3 separate regions of the Hordeum vulgare genome follow, and all the other regions are linked to region 1. A link is a contact called in public Hi-C data. All regions are on one chromosome and are shown on one strand. Each heading gives the region's core, a stretch centred on a gene start, on an enhancer-like site or on the middle of the called end of the contact. The rest is flanking DNA. Distances are from core to core; before and after follow the strand shown. Region 1 holds the start of LOC123396356 (transcription initiation factor TFIID subunit 15). Region 2 holds the start of LOC123452608 (myb family transcription factor PHL7-like). Region 3 holds the start of LOC123398233 (two pore potassium channel c-like).

Evidence for each region. A called contact is a pair of places that touch in the nucleus more often than the background predicts.
Region 2: a contact with region 1 is called in a Hi-C map of leaf, with 4 times the contacts expected there. The contact joins the promoter of LOC123452608 here to the promoter of LOC123396356 in region 1. A contact is called at or near these places in 2 of 6 Hi-C or Micro-C datasets (leaf and seedling).
Region 3: a contact with region 1 is called in a Hi-C map of seedling, with 4 times the contacts expected there. The contact joins the promoter of LOC123398233 here to the promoter of LOC123396356 in region 1. A contact is called at or near these places in 1 of 6 Hi-C or Micro-C datasets (seedling) and 1 of 1 datasets of contacts at active chromatin or transcription factors (embryo).

What each region holds. Positions count from the first base shown.
Region 1 is chr5H:382,229,587-382,234,065 of MorexV3_pseudomolecules_assembly, reverse strand. It overlaps LOC123396356 (transcription initiation factor TFIID subunit 15), which reads left to right and starts at 2,244. Exons shown (of 8, transcript XM_045091310.1): 1 at 2,244-2,395; 2 at 3,279-3,395; 3 at 3,516-3,853; 4 at 3,949-4,146. The coding sequence starts at 3,279.
Region 2 is chr5H:381,847,706-381,852,184 of MorexV3_pseudomolecules_assembly, reverse strand. It overlaps LOC123452608 (myb family transcription factor PHL7-like), which reads right to left and starts at 2,041. Exons shown (of 7, transcript XM_045129288.1): 1 at 1,794-2,041; 2 at 229-360. The coding sequence starts at 349.
Region 3 is chr5H:381,892,617-381,897,095 of MorexV3_pseudomolecules_assembly, reverse strand. LOC123398233 (two pore potassium channel c-like) reads left to right here and starts at 1,782. Exons shown (of 2, transcript XM_045092727.1): 1 at 1,782-3,194. The coding sequence starts at 2,017.

The DNA.
Region 1 (4,479 bases), core at 995-3,494:
TTGTGCGACAAGTAATTTCGTACGGAGGGAGTATAAAATAAGTATTGATCCACACAATACATGACTCTGTAGTGCTTGTGATTTCCAAAGTATTATCATGTGAGAACCGACAAACATCGGATCTTAATTAAAGCACTCCTTACCTCTTATAATTGGCATCCTGAAAAAAATTATATCCTTGGAAGCTCCCAAAGAATTTACAGGTGGTGAAGAACTTCTTAAGTGATGGCTGAAGTACAAACCGAACTCCAGTTTTACTTTCTAAAAAAAACTGCTTTACATGTTCATTATCTCCCTGCTCACTTCCTATTAACTGTTGCCGAAACTCTTTCTTTTCTGGAATTGTATGGCCAGAAGATGAACAATGATGCATAGAACACTGAATATGCTAATTGAACTGTGAGTAGATGTAGGTACGCACATGCATCCATGCATACCCCAAGTTAAAACGTAAGTCATTAGTCTTTTTTTACACATCAATCTACGCATCTAGGTTCTTCATCAGGGTTGATTGCAAGTTGCAGCAATTTTGAGAACTGAAGATTCAATTGAAAGTACAGGAACATACATAGAACTGAGAGGGAAATAAGAATCTGAAGAGCAATCAGAAGTATCACCAATTTTTCAAAAAAAAAAACTAAAACACGGGCTTATATCGCTGATTAACTTTCAAGAGGCGACATACCTTTGGTGTAGCCGCCTCAGGGATGGACGGCTCGACGGATGATTTTCCTTCGCCGGCGACATTGGGCGTTACTCTGGAAGTTGCAATGCGGCGAGATTTGATGGAGATTCTGATCGAGGCCCGGTCGGATCTGGCCGTGGTGGATCCATTTTCGGTGGATTTGGCGTGGACGCTGTCAGATCTGGCGAGATTGAGGGCCGGCGGCGCCATGGCCCTCCTGGAGGTCCCTGTTCAGCGAGAAAGAGGGAGAGATGCGAGAAGATTGAGAGGAAGGAGGAGAAGGGAGAGGGGCGAGGCGCCAGAGCGGCCGGAGGTCCGACGGGGCGTGGCGGCGGTGTGGGGTCACCGGTGAGGAGGCTTGCGGGCGCGAGGGGAGCTCGATCAGGAGGGAGCTGCACGCGGCGGTGCGGTCCGGTTCGGGCAGAGACGGGTTACAAGTTTTTTTTATAAAAGTGAAACGTTTTTTCTGAATCAACTAAAGTAGGGACTGCGGGTTGATTTGTCAAAAATAGGAGGAGTTTTTTTGTAAAAACATCATGGCGTACGACAGAAGCATTAACTGATTTATTATTATTAAAGGAGAGATAAACATTAGTCTTTTTCTTGAGACAAACTCGTTAAACTTTATTCAACCGTCACGAAATTTACAAAGATGAAACCAAGATTTTCCGGCTGGCCTAACCAACGTTAAAACATGCTTCGCAAGTCTGTTAGCCTTTATATTCGAGGTTCTAGATTCATGGTTAATCAAAAAGAAAAAAAAGACTCTGGATTGTTCTACTAATTCATGTGCTACAACCTCATACAATGCATCATTTCAGATTTGATAGCCTCCGCGACCACTTCGCAATCATAAGCAACACCATATTTTTGCAAGTAAAAATCATCTCAAAGCGCTAGTGCTTCATGGACCGACAACGTCTCCAGTATCTCGGGATCATCAATATTTCCACAAACCATCGTCGATGCCATTGAAAGGCGCATCTATCGTTCTGAGAAATCACTGCAACCATCCCAAAACCTTCATGTCGCGCTACTGATGCATCAACGTTCAGCTTTGCGTGTTGGTCTGGAGGTGGGCTCCAAGTCGTCGGTCTAGTAGCTGGTAATGAACGAGCTGCCTCCAGCTTCTTCAACAGTTGTTCTCTCTGAGCCAGCTACGAGTATGTGGTTCGACAGAGGACTTCTATGCATTCACGATCTCTTGTCAAAGGATTGTAACACTATAGTAATGGAATAAACTATTGTTGATCTTATTTCTTTTTGCAAGATTGATAAATAGCTAAAATAAAACCATGTGCGGCGTGGGGTGTTTGAAAAACCATCTGGTCTGCCCGGCGAAAGGTGATACATGAAGGATTTTAAAAAAAAATATTCGTTTTTTTTGTGAGTCTTATGGGATCCAGGGGTTACAAATCACCGGTCCAACCGAATTTGGCCCATTTCTTTTCAACCCAGCTGACAAACGTTGACAGCCCAGAAGCCCAGCATCTCAGCCTGCCCTGCCCTCGCCCTAATTGCGTGTGCCCATCGCCCACGAAACGCCATCCCCAAGCACGCAGTGAGCGCTGAGATCCGCCCAAACCTAGCGCCGTCGCGGCTTCTCAACCACGCGGCCGCCGCCGCGTTCCCGTCGGCAGAGCACGAGGCGCGCGGTCCTCCGCGCACGCCTTCGATCCGCGCCGTCAACCTCGGCGCATCCCGGACTAGGTAAAGCCTCGCCGCCCCCTCTCGCTCGCCGCGGTTTGTCGCCCGGTGAGGGAATTCAAGGGATTTCTGCTTCAGCGACGGGGGTTTAGTTACGTTCTATAGACTATGTGCTCAACACTCACATGCGTGACCCGTTGGATTTCTCACGCTGGTAAAAAATATCGTTGAGGACCTCGACTCTGATCCAGTTGTCAAACACGGTGTTCTGGTGCTCTCTGTCAGCCTTGTCATCTGTTTGTTGTTTGAATGTTGCGCTAGATTTTGGGCTGTGTTTTGGGCCCATCATTTGTACGGTTGGTTAAATATATCTGCAATTGTCGTTGTATTACGTGTGATAAGTAGACATGTCAAATTGGTAGCTCTTCATGTGCATCCAGCTTGGTGATGGAATATGCATCCTCTCCAAGTTTTCTGCTAAAATGCAGTAACATCACAAATTAACATGTGATGTGTCAATTTTTGCAACTAAGAATGCCATCAGGTTTACCTATTGCATGCGATGCAGCCCCTGAATTAAACAATGATGTAAGGTTGTTCATATCTCATCCACTTAACTTCACCATGCTGAACCAGTGACTTAGCATTATGGGCACTCCCTCCGATCCATATTAGTTGTCGCTCAAACAGATGTATCATAGACGTATTTCAGTGCTAGATACATCCGTTTCAGCGACTCGGAGGGAGTAACTTTCTTGTAAGCTTATGATATGTTAATAATCCATGGTGTATCCCCCTTTTTATCTTCTTCCTGTTTACTACCTGGCCTGCTCTGTTCTTCTCGTTGCTATTTTTGCCATTTGCACTTTTGTGCTTGTGATATTGTTTCAAAAACATGCTTTGAGGAATTGCACTAATCATCCACATCTGACCTTTGTGTTAACAGATGGCTGGATATATGTCTCGCGGACCCCCAAATGGCTCTATTTATGTATGCAATCTGCCTCCTGGAACTGATGAGACCATGTTGGCTGAATATTTTGGCACCATAGGGTTGCTAAAGGTATGGGTCTTACCAGGTAACATTTTCGCAACCACATGCAAGTTCTTGAATGGTCTTGTAAGCGCTTGTTAATTCCATGTCATGATATATTTGTCATTTCTTGTTCTCGTATCTCATCAGAAGGACAAAAGGACTGGCCACCCAAAGATTTGGATATACAGGGACAAAGTTACAAATGAACCAAAGGGTGATGCAACAGTCACCTATGAAGATCCCCATGCTGCTTCAGCTGCTGTGGAATGGTTCAACAATAAGGATTTCCATGGAAGCATCATCCAGGTTCACATAGCTGAGTCAAAAAACAAAGACACAGTTGATAACTTCACCAATGTGAGCGTCGATGCTGAGATTGTTGGACAAGATGAATTGGATAACGGGTCAGGCAGGGGTAGAGGACGTGGTGATGGTCCAGCAAAAGCTTGGCAGCAAGATGGAGATTGGATGTGTCCAAATACAAGGTCTGTTACGATTGGTGAGCAACTTCTCTTTTGTTGCTAATTAGTATGGCCTTTACTATGTACTCTATCCTTTCTTATATGATTTCTTCTTTCAGCTGTGGCAATGTAAATTTTGCCTTCCGTGGTGTGTGTAATCGTTGTGGAGCCTCTCGCCCTGCTGGTGTTAGTGGATCAGGTGGTGGTGGTGGTAGGGGTAGAGGCCGTGGTAGTGATGATGCAAGAGGCAGTCGTGCTGCTGCTGCTGTTGGTGGTCCTCCTGGGCTGTTTGGTCCTAATGATTGGCCATGTACGATGTAAGAACATCTAAATATTTTTTATTCCATTGCTTTGATATGTCTCTTTAGTCTCTACTCTGTCCTTGCACTTCCATTTGTACTCCCTCCTTCCCAAAATGTAAGGTTCTAACTTGTTTAAAAAAAAGTTTGACTAGATTTGTAGTGTAGAGAAAGAAATATTGACTTCTATTGATTTGGTATTTTAGATGTTGATATCTTTTTCTACAAACTTTGTCATTTGACTTAGGACAGCATTTATGTACCTTCCATTTTGTGAAGCAGGGAGTATGTTTTACTAGGTTGCTGCCTGCCTGTCTGTACCCATCTCACAACTTTAAAAAAAAAGGGGCT
Region 2 (4,479 bases), core at 792-3,291, 380 kb after region 1:
AAAATAACTGACTCAACTTTATACTAACTTTAGCACAAAGTTAGTACAAAGTCAAGTCACTTATTTTGGGACAGAGGGAGTAATATAAAAGAATTAATGTAAAACTATATCACCTTTAGATTTCAAATAAACTATACTATCTAGTCCCATAAACTGATTATAGGCAGTAAGAAGAAACAGTATCATATAAAGTAAGAAATGAAGCACGGTTGCAGTGTGGATACGTACTATCAGGACCGCCAAGTTGAGTAACAGCCTCCACAAATTGTTCATGCAACTCATCTGTCCACCGTAAGCGTTGCCTCGCAGCCAAGCTAGCTTTGCTGTTTGGTCCATCATTCGAGCCCATGTTGTTTTCACCTGATTCCATTTGCTGCAGGTGAGCGACTGAGTTGCTACGATTAGACTCTAGTGCTGGTGGGTATACTGTTCATCATCTAGGGAAAAAATGATATAAGGAGCCAAATAGAAGAAGCTATTTTATTTCCTTAGAGAACCATGCTATTTTAATAGAAGGGGGAGTCTGACTTGCATCACCAACAATTTGCATTGATGAAAGTACAAAATATAACTACTTAATATGAAGGTGCCATGACATATTTCACTCCCTATCTACTGAGAAAGACCGCCAGCTTGCAACATGTATGACAGACAAAAACAGTAAGATATGGTATGGCAATTTTTCAAACAGAACCCGGGTATTTCAAGGAAGACTGACCACACATTGAATTTAAGACAACGGAGAGTGTTTAATTCAATTTAGTAGATAAGAGTTGAGAGCGCTAACAGACCACAAAGATGCCATTTGCCCATAGCAACAAACTCAAATTCTCATATTCTACCAAGAATGCTAGAGTGAACAGCCATTTTCTGTTTTCATCGGCGCTAATGCCTTTATCCCATCATTCCACTGGTCGTTCTATTTACAAGGCAGGTCAATGAAATCATGCGAGTCACAGAGGCAACACAAACTGATATTGGAATACTTGTACCCACAGCTGGGACCGCGCACCATCGCGTGCTCATGCTTGCGGCCCTGGATCAGCTCAGGTAGGTCAATTTCATGGCCACTAAGCAAGACAAAACAGCACGGATACAAATAGGTGAGGTGGTGGCTCAAAATGAGCCATTCTAGTCATCCAGACGGCCATCAATTGTGAATAATCTAATAGAATTGAGTACCTCCCCCCGTTATGGACCAAAGGGGCTGATATTTTCAAAGAAACCTCTAGCCAACGTTCCAACAAAAGTTTTTATTTCTCAACGCCAATTCATCGTTCTTTTTGCGAAAGAAACGCCAATTCATCCTACTAATGCTAATACAGAAAAACGATAGCTCCAGGAGTTTCTGTGTTCTCAACTCCTCCTATGTAGAGGAGTTTGCCACCTCATCCAAAATACAGCCCTGGCGATGGTTGTTTGTGATCCCGACCTCTTATTCTCTCATTAGAAACAACTGGCCAGCGAGACAAAATATGTATTCCATGGAAGCTCACACTTTTATCAGGGCAAGAAGATGAGCAACCCCCAACATAACTAACAGCTGCTGATTGCCAAACATAGCAGGTTGTCGTCAGGGGCTACGATGCCCCAAGAACCTGATGGAAAACCATATGCCAGCCACCCCCCAGAGGAGGCGGGCCCACCGTGGTCAGCCTCGTGAGGGCTCTTCTCCGACCACCCATGGAAACTACTACTTGGGTCAAGCAAGAGGGGGGAAACGAGGCAGGTAAAATCCGTGAATCCTCCCCGCGGCCAAAACGAATTGAAGAAGAAATTCGAGGATTTCTCACCTGCCAGGGTCGACGAGCCGGCGGAATTCGCGGCGGGAGGCTCGAACGGGGGGACTGGGGACGGCCGGAGTGCAGCTCGGGCGGCAAGATCGGAACTTGGCGCGGCGGTGTGGACTGGTTGTGAGGGAAGATTCGTGGGTTGGCGATTTCGTGGCTTCCGGCGAGCAGTGGAGAGAGAATTCCACGAGATTCGCCTCCCACCTTCTCTCCCTCTGTGCTACCGGCTCGGAAGGACCAGATTGCAGCCCAAACCTGCCCAAGACAAACTGGTTTGGTTTGCACCTATTTTCAATTAGGTCCTTGTCTTACCAAGTTTTGTGTAAGGCACCCTACAATCCATAGACTGCTGCATTATTATGTATTTCTACATCCCAAAATCTTTTCTCAAATGTGAACCGAGCGTAACCCACATGGTTACCAATCTATCAAGGTTCAACATAAGATGTTGTGTCGGCTTAATATCTTTGAAATGCTCATATAACTAGAGTATGAGTGTGTGTACGTGTGTTGTGTGTACATGAGCATTTACGATTTTATTGTAGTTTATCTCACAAAGTGACTAGTTGGTGTACTTGGTACGAGTAGTAGTTATTTGTCAACGCTCCTAGCACGGACATGTACAAATACTTTATACAATAACTGTGTGTAAAATCTTTATATGTCATCTGCAGACGATGGCAAAGGCGGCAATCTCGCGAGATTTGGCTTCTGTCACACCCTGAATTTTGCAACTTCAAATTACACGCGTGTTGAAGTTGAAAAAAGCTTCACGCTCAATATTATTTTGTGACCACGCATCTGCCCTACTTCAGTAAAAATTCTTCCTCCTGCCACTATCTACCGATAGTGATATAAACAACCCATACAATAACCTGTCTATAAATAGTCTAATTTCAGCCATAACAAATTGTGAGAGGGGAATTACAGACATCATCAACACAACAACAAAATCATTGCATGTTACAAACTGTGTTAGATTTACAAACATATTGTTTCTCTCTTCCCTTCATTTGTCTTACACATCATCGAAAATCATGTGTGGCAAATGTAAAAAATGACTGTCTAGATATCATTACCTCCATTTCAAATTACTTGTCTTAAATTTATCTAGATACAGATGTATTTAACACTAAAATGTGCCAAGATATATTTGTATCTGGAGTTCTAGACAAATTTGAACAAGTAATTCGGGTCGAGGGAGTACTAAGCTATGGCATCTACGATCTCCTCAGATTTGACTCTATAAATATCCACAAGTGTGTCCGTACAATGTCGGTTTTAAGCCATCATTTATGTAAAAGAAAGTCAATCACATACATGTGATTGGTGGGGATGAAAAGATATAGAATAAACAAAAGAGCAAAGGTGGTTTCGGGTAGGTCATGTTCGTGAGTCCTCATATCCTTCTCATATATGAGCTGGATATGAGATTTTGCTCATAACCCGGACAAATGGGACAAAGTGAAAGGGTCCAATTGGTCACATTTTCTCTTCTCTTTCTTGTCTAAGCGGTGATCAGGCTATCATGTCGACCTATAAAGAGGATATGAGGGACCGGTTTGTAGAAAGAGAGGAAAAGACTTGACAAACATTGATCACTAATTTTAGGAAAGCAACAAGTGTGTAAACGGCGAATCTTGAGACAAACTAATTATTGACTTGATTTGAAAAAAAAGCGATCTACGCACGCAACATGTCCGCCTCCTCCACCTAGCCGTCATCGACACTCGGGTTTCTTGTGCCTCCCGTTGGCGCCACTGCCGGTTTGCCTTGTTCTCTATGGACTTAGGGCCATGGAGGCGTGGTGAATCCCGGCCTTTGCCGAGGGGTGGCTTCGTATTTTGATTTTTTTAGTATTGCAGGGGTTTATGTTCTACTTAGAGAGGCGAGTCGGTAGCGGTTCTCTAAAGATGGAATAAGGTTCTTCCCGTCTAGCCCCCATTCCAGTAGTGCATCTAACATCATTAGGAGGGCGTGTGGAGGTTTGTCTCCGGCTGGTCTCATGGGATTCGGTTGGCGTTTGTCTTCGATGGATCCACGTGGATCAGGTCTTCGTTCGTCAGTGGTTGTGTGTCTATAGGTTAGATCTTTTTAACCCACGCTTCTCTTCATTGGCGGTGCTTGTTGTTCTCGTGCGCTGGTCATGTAAGGTTTTATCACGATGACTTTTCGATTGTCTATTGCATGGGCATGATGCTTAGGGACAACATGGGTAATATCATTTTCTCGACCTCTATGAAATTGTTTTTGTGCAGATATGGTCTTCAAGGGAGCTACATGCATGCACAGAGGGTCTCTCCTTTTCCTTGCAAAGAAGTGATCTTCCAATATCCATTGAGATTGACTGAATTATGACAGTAAAGCTAATTCAGGCTACAAAAGTTGATAGATCAGATTATTCTTTGCTAGTTACAGAAATTAGACATCTTTCAAGTCTTCATGAATCCCGTATTACTCGTATTCCTCGATCCTAAAAATAGGGTTAGTGACAGTTTAACTAAATCCGCTCGTCCCGAAAGTAGAACCATGGCATGGTTAGGTTTGGTCCTCAGGAAACTGACCAACTAGCTAGTTGTTGAAGATTATAATTCTATGAGGTGAGTAATACAATTTTCACCTGCAAAAAAGAACAAGGTTTGTCCGTCTTCAATGAGGAAGGAGTGATGACGACGATGTGCCTTCGACT
Region 3 (4,479 bases), core at 533-3,032, 340 kb after region 1:
CAGAGACAAAAGATGAAATGAGATGTGCCCTCTCATCTCATTCGTCCGTTCCCTATTCCGCTCACATGCTATAATTGCGTTGTATCATCGATCCATCGCCCACCGCTCATGAGATCGTCCATTCTAAACTTACCTGGTCATTGTTTTTTGTGCTTAATTTATCAAACCAGTGCGGTGGAAATGATCCGAGCGCTTAGAATATACGTGCATATTATTTTTGCAACAAAAATGTTTAAGTATGCTGCCAAGTAGACATTTTGACAGTGTCGACAATTATTAAAAAAAGGAAGAAGAAATTAACCTTATTTTAACCCATTTTCGTATTATTTTCACTACATATCTTTTACCCTTCATTATTTTTCCTTCATCTTCTGCCTTTTTTAAAAGCCCTTTTCAGTCTTTACGAATTGAGGTACATAAATTGTCATTAGTTTATGATGATACTATAAAAGATACTACCGCACTTTTATGATTTGACTCTTTTACCCTCTCTTATTCGCCTTTGTTGCCGCCTTTGCCAGATGATGAAGTATTCTTCATCCCATCCCTAGCGGTTAATGCAAATGTCAACTTTATTTTTCCTCTATTCGTTTCCATATTTTCTCTCAAGCTCTACCTTCCATGTACCTTGCCTATGTGTCTGAACCATCTTCTCCCTGACACATGTTCGAGCTATGGAGCATGTCTAACATGTATCATGATGAAGTATTCTTCATCCCATCCCTAGCGGTTAATGCAAATGTCAACTTTATTTTTCCTCTATTCGTTTCCATATTTTCTCTCAAGCTCTATCTTCCATGTACCTTGCCTATGTGTCTGAACCATCTCCTCCCTGACACATGTTCGAGCTAAGGAGCATGTCTAACGTGTATCCCGCGACGTAACGATATCAAACATCTCACGCTTTTATCTTTGTGTCACGTAAAACGGTTAGCAAAGGCGGCATAAACACATTTGGTAGCGTACTGAATCACCAAGTAGGAAAACCTATTCCGCAAGAGACGCTAGTTTCTTTCGACGGCATTTGTGTTGGTTCACATGGCATCTAGCGAGCAACTCGACGCGAGGAGATGGAGAAACCTGGATACGCGCTTGGCACGTAGATGAAGTGTCTTTCATGCTAGGACCGCGTGACGCTGCAAAGGCGTAGAAGTGATATTGTACCGAACTTAAACCTCAGCTCCACGTCTGCATGATATATCCTTCATCGCAATACGTGAAGTATAGACGATGGCTTTTGAAAACTTTTTATGTTTTTGTTTGCTTTTAATAAAGAATCGCGTTTGCTCTTGATCTACATTTTATTTCGGTTTATCCTAGTTTGCACTATCAATTTTTGATCATCAACGATGGGCAATACTCCTCCTGTTTTAAAATATAAGTATTTTAATTTTATATTAGTTTTAATACAAAATTGCGTGAAGCTTAAAGATATTTATTTTAGATGGAGGGAGTATGAAATTGTTTGTCGGGAAACACAGTCGGCGGCGTGTGGGACAACTCCTCAACAGTTGCTTACACACTCAATCCAACGGCTTGTATGGTCACAAACCCAAACCTAGTTGGCTAGTTGACGGTGACAGAGACAAAAGAGATGAGATGAGATGTGCCCTGCTATAATTGCGTTGCATCATCGATCCGTCTCCCGCCGCTCACGAGATCGACCGTCCGTAAACAAATCAACCGATCTCATTTTAATTAACAATAATAAGCCCGAGAAACGAGACAAAATTAGCCCGTAAGAAATATAGGCATCGCCGTCGTCAAGTGGCCATCGCCAACGTCCCGCAGCCTCCGCCTCCGCCTCCCTCCTTCCCTCCTCCTCCTCCTCCTCCTCCTCCTCATTCGACCTTCAATCACCTCATCCCCACCGGCGACCCCGAGGATAAGAACCCGAGTCGCGCCTCGCTCAAAATCCCGACGAATCTCGGGCCGCATCGAGGAATCCCCGAGGGTATTCATCAAGAATCCAACCAAGAAACCCCCCCGCCCGGCCCCGGTCGGTGGTCTCCGGCCATGGACACGGACCCGCTGCTCCCGACCACGGCGCCGCAGCTGCTCCACCCGCTGCCGGAGCACGCGCCGGTCTCCAACTTCGACGCCGCGCCGCCGCCCTCCCCGGCCTCCTCCTACAAGGACCGCCTCATCTTCGGGCCCCACCACCCGCCGCCGCCGCCGCCGCCCCCTCCCCCTCCCCCGCCGTCGGGGCACCACCACTACCGCCGCATCTCCGTCGGCCACGCGGACCCGTTCCGCGACTACGACCACCCGTCCTGCTCCTCCTCCCCTCCCTCCGACGAGGAGGCCCCGCCCCAGCCCACCACGCCCTCGCTCTTCAATCTCATCAGCGGCCGCACCAACCTCCACCGCTCCCGCACCGCGCCCGCCATGGCGCCGCTCAGCGCCGCCGTCCTCGCCGCCTCCGCCGAGGCCGACCACCACAACCCGCCACCGCCGCCGCGGAGGCCGGCCATCGTGCTGCACGCCTTCCTCTTCTTGCTCGCCTACCTCGCCCTCGGCGTCACCTTCTACGCCGCCTTCCCGGCCAACTTCACCTCCTCCGCCGGGCCCACCCACCCCGTCGTCGACGCCCTCTACTTCTGCATCGTCACGCTCTGCACAATCGGCTACGGGGACATCACCCCGGCCAGCCCTGCCGCCAAGCTCTTCGCCATATCCTTCGTCCTCATCGGCTTCGGCTTCGTCGACATCCTCCTCTCCGGCATGGTGTCCTATGTGCTCGACCTCCAGGAGCACCTCCTCATCACCGCAATCAAGAACCCCCGCTCTGCACGCAAGCACAGGCACAACTACATCTTTGACATCAAGAAGGGCCGAATGCGCGTCCGCATGAAGGTCGCCCTTGCCCTTGGTGTGGTGGCCATCTGCGTCGGCGTTGGGGCCACCGTGCTCAGGAAGGTGGAGAGCATGGGCTGGCTTGATGCCGTTTACCTTGCAGTGATGTCGGTGACCACGGTCGGGTACGGCGATCACGCGTTCAGGACGCTGCATGGACGCCTTTTTGCCTCTGCGTGGCTTCTTGTGTCCACGCTAGCCGTGGCACGGGCATTCCTCTACTTGGCGGAGATGAGGATCGACAAGAGGCACCGTGCAATGGCCAACTGGGTGCTCTCCAGAGACATGACCGTGTCAGAGTTTCTCGCTGCAGATATCGACAACAATGGCTATGTCACGTAAGTTATCGCAGCACTAAACCTTATTTTCATGCCTGCATTGACCAATTCGTGTATGGAACTTTGTGTTGAATACCATTCACCAATTTGGCATGTACAACGATTTTGAAAGTACTATGTCCCTGCAGACTTAACTCGCGGACATTAAGCAACATGTGTGCTGGTTGGAGACCAGCACATCATTGACATTATCAACAGCTCTGGCATTCAGTTACAGTATAGTCACACTTGAACTCACAAGTACAAGCCATAGAATATCTTGATGCCAGCTAGTGGACAGTAGGTGTATTATTAGCACTCCCTGACACACTGTTATAATTTCCACAAATGAGCTAATACGTTTTGTGGCTTATTTTTTACAATGGGTTATTCCTAATCCTGACAGTTGTATTGTGCTTACATAAAGCTAAAAATGGAAACTATAAAACAATGACTCAGCTTAATACTTGATATATGATTTATTTTTTCACTCAACTTAGTGCTTGATATATTATTTGTTTTGTGCTGCATTTTGAATTTGCTCAAATATATAATCTGAATATGGGGTGAAGAACATGCTGTTTGGGGACTGGATATATGTGGGCTTTGAATATAATGCATGTGGAATAATTATATACACCATCTATCAGTTGTGATTCTGGTGAATTATGACCACACTACTTATTTTTGTTGGCATATACTCCTTCCGATCGTAAATATAAGTCTTTCTAGAGATTTCAATACGGGCTACATATGGATGTATATAGACATATTTTAGAGTCTAGATTCACCCATTTTGCTCCATATGTAGTCCATATTGAAGTATCTGAAGACTTATATTTAGGAACGGAGGGAGTAGTACGAATAAAATTATGAAATCGGTTGTCTAGCCATGGTTATTTGGTCGTTGTATTTTGCTTATGTTTCTGTGATGGATTGTTGCTTTAAAATATTATAGAGCGCAATTAAAGGGCTGTAAGATGGCAAGAGCACTAAATCCAAAGGGCTTGACAGCCTTTTCAACTCAGAAGCGTGCCATAATAGGATCCGGAATGGTTACCTATGTAAAGTATGGCGTGTGGGGGAAGGATGGTTTTTATTAGTAAAATACAATTGTAAATTTTAATGAAATCTTCGGGACTGAGTAAATGAATCAACTTATGAGTATTGTATTGCTGACTTTTGTGCATGTTTTGGTAACTCAACCATGCTTTGTGTTGTATGACAACCCTGAGCCCATCAGAAATGCGTTATGTTAGGGTACATAATAATTTGTAAGAGAACAATTTATTTTGGTAATGTCCTT